Regions from separate parts of the Ovis aries genome. Here region 1 is linked to region 2. The links are chromatin contacts, called in public Hi-C maps. All regions are on one chromosome and are shown on one strand. The core of a region is the stretch at or near the end of the contact, and the rest is flanking DNA. Distances in the headings are between cores, read along the strand shown.

Region 1 (3,220 bases), core at 472-2,971, 50 kb before region 2:
TCTTCGGACCTGAGCCTGTCTCACCCCCTTAGTGACCCCGCTGGAGCACTGGTTGTTCAGACTCTCCTTGACCCTCTGAAGGAGGACGTTTCTGTTCCGACTGCCTTTGGCGCCTGAGTGGCATCGGAGAGAGAGGGTGAGACAGAGAAAGGCGTGTGTGGTGCGGGAGCTGCCTCTGGGCAGAGCTGCTGCTGCTGCTGCTAAGTGGCTTCAGTCGTGTCCGACTGTGCGACGCCATAGCAGCCCATCAGGCTCCCCGTCCCTGGGATTCTCCAGGCAAGAATACTGGAGTGGGTTGCCATTTCCTTCTCCAATGCATGAAAGTGAAAAGAGAAAGTGAAGTTACTCAGTCGTGCCCGACTCTTAGAGACCCGGTGGACTGCAGCCTACCAGGCTCCTCTGTCCATGGGATTTTCCAGGCAAGAGTACTGGAGTGGGTTGCCAGAGGAACCTCTCCAAATGGTCCATCTGCCCCTGGAGGCTGCTGACCTTGATGCTGGGAGCGAAGCCTCTGCTTACTGACCCAGAGAGTCAGCTATTACCACTTCCTCCTCCTCCCCAAATGCCAAGGTCAAAGAGGCAGGGGACACAGAGGTCCTGGGAAGAGCAGGAGCTATTATTATTCTCCCGCTTGCAAATTATACCTAAGACAAGTAGCTCAAAATAGCTGAGGGCAGAGTACGGGTGGGGGAAGGGAGGTGCTGAGAGATGGGCGGGACTGCCGGGAAGCGGCATGGGGGGAGGGCTGGGGCCTGGGACAGTCCCCAGGCATGGGAGCAGGGCTGACGAGAGCAGGGCAGACGTGAGCAGACCCCGAGTGTGCCCACCCCACTTCCTGGATTCCATGGTTTTAAATATTTTGACTCTGTTTTCATTCCACACACACACACAATCCTAAAGCAGAATCTGTTTTCATCACACACACACACACACACACTCCCAAAGCAGAATCTGTTCTTGGGATGTAGATCCTGATCTTTGAAATATGTGGTCCCTCACCAACCTAGACAGCATATTAAGAAGCAAGCAGAGACATTACTTTACCAACAAAGGTCCGTCTAGTCAAGGCTATGGTTTTTCTAGTGGTCATGTATGGATGTGAGAGTGGGACCATACAGAAGGCTGAGTGCCGAAGAGTGATGCTTTTGAACTGTGGTGTTGGGGAAGACTCTTGAGAGTCCCTCGGACTGTAAGGAGTCCAACCAGTCCAACCTTAAGAAGATCAGTCCTGAGTGTTCATTGGAAGGACTGATGTTGAAGCTGAAACTCCAATACTTTGGCCACCTGATCCGAAGAGCTGACTCATCTGAAAAGACCCTGATGCTGGGAAAGATTGAAGGCGGGAGAAGGGGACGACAGAGGATGAGATGGTTGGATGGCATCACTGACTCGATGGACGTGAGTCTGAGTGAACTCCAGGAGTTGGTGATGGACAGGCAGGCCTGGTGTGCTGCAGTCCATGGAGTCACAGAGTGGGACACGACTGAGCGACTGAACTGAACACCAACTGGGGACCGGAGGGAGAAACCCTGTATCTGGTGCTCTTGAAGGCCCAGAACCCCTGATCGTGGACCAGAAGAAGGTGGCGGCGGTCAGAAGCCAGGCGGTCCCCCTGAGAAGCAGCAGGCCGAGTTCCGGGCTGCGGGCTGCGTAGGATCCGGGCAGGAAGTGTGGGCTCCGCCTCTGCCGCTGAGCTGGAGAGGAAAGGGCGGGCTCAACTGCTCCCTGCTGGCCACAGCCGGACCTGCAACCTACAGGCAGCCGCTCCAGCTCCCCTGGCGACCGCCTAAGGAGGTCTGGTCGGAGCCCGCTGAGAGGAGGCAAATCCATTGCCGCGTGCAGCACAAAGCAGTGAGTGAGGTTCTGTGGCAGGAAGGATGGCGTGGTAGACAGAATAAGGACCCCCAGGATGTCTGCATCCTAACCCCAGAGCCTGTGAATGTTAGGTTACATGGCGAAGGGAAATTCAAATTGCTAATCAGTAGACTTTAATAGATGGACTTCCCTGGTGGCTCAGATGGTAAAGCGTCTGCCTACAATGCGGGAGACTGGGGTTCGATCCCTGGGTCGGGAAGATTCCCTGGAGAAGGAAATGGCAACCCACTTCAGTACTCTTGCCTAGAAATCGCATGGATGGAGGAGCCTGGTGCAGGCTACTGTCCATGGGGTCGCAAAGAGTCGGACACGACTGAGCGACTTCACTTTCACTTTCAGACTTTAATAGGGAAATTATCCTAGATTATCCGCCTTAAGTTCAGTCGCTCAGTCGTGTCCGGCTCTTTTGTGACCCTATGGACCACAGCACACCAGGCTTCCCTGTCCATCACCAACTCCTGGCGCTTGCTCAGACTCATGTCCATCCAGTTGGTGATGCCATCCAACCATCTCATCCTCTGTCGTCCTCTTCTCCCGCCTTCAATCTTTCCCACATCAGGGTCTTTTCCAATGAATCAGTTCTTCCCATCAGGTGGTCAAAGTGTTCTAGTTTCAGCTTCAGCATCAGTCCTTCCAATGAATATTCAGGACTGATTATCAGCCTTGGCCCAGTGTAATCGTGAGGAAGAGGAAGGCAGAAGAGCCAGAGAGAAACATGGAGAGAAAAGGAAGAGAGCAGTGCTGTGAGGACCCCACTGGCCTTCACTGGCTTTAGGGATGGAGGAGGGGGCCACTGAGCCCAGGAAATAGATTTATTCTCCTTAAAGGAGTACATCAAGGCTGTATATTGTCACCCTGCTTATTTAACTTATATGCAGAGTACATTATGAGAAATGTTGGACTGGAAGAAACACAAGCTGGAATCAAGACTGCCGGGAGAAATATCAATAACCTCAGATATGCAGATGACACCACCCTTATGGCAGAAAGTGAAGAGGAACTAAAAAGCCTCTTGATGAAAGTGAAAGTGGAGAGTGAAAAAGTTGGTTTAAAGCTCAACATTCAGAAAACGAAGATCATGGTGTCTGGTCCCATCAGTTCATGGGAAATAGAGGGGAAACAGTGGAAACAGTGTCAGCCTTTAGTTTTGGGGGCTCCAAAATCACTGCAGATGGTGACTGCAGCCATAAAACTAAAAGACACTTACTCCTTGGAAGAAAAGTTATGACCAACCTAGATAGCATATTCAAAAGCAGAGACATTACTTTGCCGACTAAGGTCCATCTAGTCAAGGCTATGGTTTTTCCTGTGGTCATGTATGGATGTGAGAGTTGGACTGTGAAGA
Region 2 (3,141 bases), core at 285-2,784:
GACCAGCCAGCCGATGCTGGGCACAAAGTCCTGGCCCAGGATGTCGGCCAGCTCCTTGGCTTTGTGGAGCAGCATGGGCCCCGTCACGTCCCAGGCCTTGGCCCGGGCAATGTGGTACCAGCAGAGCAGAGCCTCGTCGATGCCGCTGTACTTGGACTCCCGCTTGCGCTTGCGCTCCCGGTTGGCCGTGCCGCTGCACCAGTCCGCCAGCAGCTTCTCTTTATTCTTGCAGATGCGGGAGATCTGAGGCTGGGAGACCTGGAAGCGCCGGGCCACCTCCGACTGGGACATCTTGGACTCATCCAGGAGTTCCAGCACCTGGATCTTCTCAGCCAGGGACAGGGCATGAAGCTTCTTCTTGCCACACAGCTCCATGGCCTCTCAGCGGCACCTGGGCGGGGAGGAAAGGGTGAGCAGGGGACCGACGGTGGAGGCCACGCGGGTTAGGAGAGGAGCGCAGCAAGGAAAAGAGAGTATATGGGGCAGGGAGACAGGTTGGTGTGGAGGGGCGGGGTGGGGGGGGCAGTCCAGGGAAGGCTGGACCAGCTGGGAGAGGGTGAGGGTACCCTGGGTAGGAAGTGAGAAGGCTGGGCTGAAAGGAAGGGAAGAGGCCAGGCTGGGTGGGCAGTGGGCCGGGCACTGATGGGAAGAATGACAGAATGGAGCCTGGAGGGGGTGGCCCCCTGGTCAGAGGGAGAAAGGGGTCTGCGGGAGAAGGATGAATAGAGCCGAGGGGACAGCTGCAGACACAACAAAGGAGCGTGGACGGGGGAGGACAGGGGGCTGGGGCCGAGGCGGGCAGGTGTACGGGATAATCAGAGCGGGCGGGAGGAATCCCCAGGATGGGGAGGGGCGGTGGGCCTAGGCTGAATTTAGATGAAAATGTTGGGGGCAGGGTGGTGGAGTGAATGAACAGAGTTGGGGGGACAGGTGTACAGACGACAAAGAGGGACGGACTAGGGGCTGAAGAAGCAAGTCTAATTTGGGGCTGGGTCCTGAGCAGGAAAGGCTGGGCCGGGGTCCGGGCTGGAGAGGGGGTGGGTGGGAGCACAAGGCCGAAAGGCAGGTGCACAGGCGACAAAGGGCAGGAGGGGTTAGGAGGCCGCGGGCAGCGAGAGGGGCGGGTTGTCCTCGGCGGAGAGGCTTGTGGCCTGGGAGGGCGGGGGAACAAGCGTCCGGGACCCAGGCAGGCCAGGAGTCGGGCTCCGCAACTCGGCCGGCCTCTCCCTCTGGTGACCCGGAGTCCATCGTCAGGGCGGACCCAGTCATCTGCCTGCCCGGCCTCCCCGCCTCCCTGCTTCCAGCCCTTCCGCTCCGCACCCACCTCAGGCGCTCGTCCCGCGGCCCTGGCTAGGGCCGGACTCTCGAGCCCCTCTCCCGGCGGCTACCGGAGAGCAGGAGAGGGACGCGCCGAGCGGACAGAGGGACTGCGCGGGCGGCGGGCGCGCGCACCCTTTGCGCGCAGCCCGCGCGGGGGTCTCTCCAGGCTGGGAAGACCGCGGTCCGCCGCTCAGCTCCCACCCGCCGCAGCCCCGCCCCGAACCAATTAGATTGGCCTCCGGTGGACTCGGTCCCGCCCCCGGCTAAGTCTCATTGGACATTGAGAAAGTGGCGGGTCGTCAGGTCCCCGGGGGGACGGAGCTTTCTGCAAGAAGGGGTGGCGAGGCGGAGACTGGTCGCGGCGGGAGTCCTGGATGCGCCGCCAGCCTCAGAGGACCCGGCCCTCAGAGCCTGACAGGACTCGGCAGCGTGGACGCAGGACGTCTTCCTGGCCGTGACCCTAGGCAGCTTCCTCATCTACCAAACAGATCTCGTTCCTCTCACCCAGTGATCTTTAAAAAATAGAAGCAAGTTATAAGCCACACAAAAGATGTTACCATGGACAGCACTGACCTCAGGTCGGTCAGCCAAGGTACAACAGACTGTTGTATCCACGCGTTCTGGGAAACAAACTCACTCAGAAGGACAATGCAGATAGTGGAGTGCAGGTTATTACACCAGCTGGCCCAAGGCAGAGTCTCCTCTTACCCAAGGACCCCGACCTGTTTTTGTGAAAACCTTATATATCTGTGAAGGAGGAAACAGAACAGGCTTCATCTTGAAAGCAGGACTCCATCTTGGGCTGGACTGTGGACTTTGAGCTCTATGCCCAGTATCTATGGAAACGACATACCAACTAGAAAACCAGACCCCTCAGATGGAAGAGCCCCAGGGCTCATACCTAGACTCTCTGCCGCCTGAAAGAATACCCTAATTATCTGTATAATCTAATGGAATCATAAATTTTATTATGCTTATTGGGGTATGACCACAGGCCTATTGATAATTGTCCACTGTTAACTACCTAGGCTTAAGGCATATGAATCACGGGTTAACTTTGATTGTATCTTTCTTTTCCTTTGTTCAGACTAGTTTCAGGGAATTTGGGGAAGTGGGTTTGGGCACGTACACTTAGGGTATTTAAGGTTTTCACAAAAACTGGTCAGGGTCCTTGGCTAAGAGGAGACTCTGCCTTGGGCCCGCCGGTGCAATAAACTGCCCTCCACTATCTGCATTGTCCTTCTGAGTGAGTTTGTTTCCCGGAATGCGTGGCTACAATACCCTAAGTATATCTGCCCAAACCCACCTCACCAAATTCCCTGAAACTAGTCTGAACAAAGGAAAAGAAAGATACAAAGTTAACCCGTGATTCATATGCCTTAAGCCTACATGGTTAACAGTGGAGAATTATCAACAGGCCTGTGGTCATACCCCAATAAGCATAATAAAATTTATGACTCTATTGGGTTACACAGATAATAAGGGTATTCTTTCAGGTGATGGAGAGTCTAGGTATGAGCCCTGGGGCTCTTCCATCAGGGGGTCTGGTTTTCCAATTGGTATGTAATAAGGGTATTCTTTCAGGTGACAGAGAGTCTAGGTATGAGCCCTGGGGCTCTTCCATCAGGGGGTCTGGTTTTCCAATTGGTATGTCGTTTCAGATACTGGACATAGAGCTCCAAGCCCACAGTCCAGCCCAAGATGGAGTCCTGCTCTCAAAATGGAGCCTGTTCTGTCTCCTCCTTCAAGACTTACTTGCTTGGGGCTAGCTGAGTTAGGGCACGTGGAGATTAATTTTTTAGTTTTGGTACCTTTTGGGCA

Evidence for each region. A called contact is a pair of places that touch in the nucleus more often than the background predicts.
Region 1: a Hi-C map of hypothalamus shows a contact between it and region 2, with 2.3 times the contacts expected there. The contact joins the enhancer-like site here to the promoter of TIGD3 in region 2. A contact is called at or near these places in 8 of 16 Hi-C or Micro-C datasets (hypothalamus, liver, mesenteric adipose tissue and 4 more).

The regions. Positions count from the first base shown.
Region 1 is chr21:40,048,967-40,052,186 of ARS-UI_Ramb_v3.0, reverse strand. No RefSeq gene overlaps it. Among named protein-coding and RNA genes, the nearest start is that of TRNAE-UUC, 3.9 kb to the left of the region's middle. Within about 2 kb of position 1,721, at least 39 of the 54 cell types and tissues checked have an H3K27ac peak or open chromatin away from gene starts, as enhancers often do. A contact at or near this core is called in hypothalamus, liver and muscle, where this site is marked.
Region 2 is chr21:39,998,467-40,001,607 of ARS-UI_Ramb_v3.0, reverse strand. It overlaps TIGD3 (tigger transposable element derived 3), which reads right to left and starts at 1,534. Exons shown (of 2, transcript XM_004023478.6): 1 at 1,325-1,534; 2 at 1-391. The coding sequence starts at 375.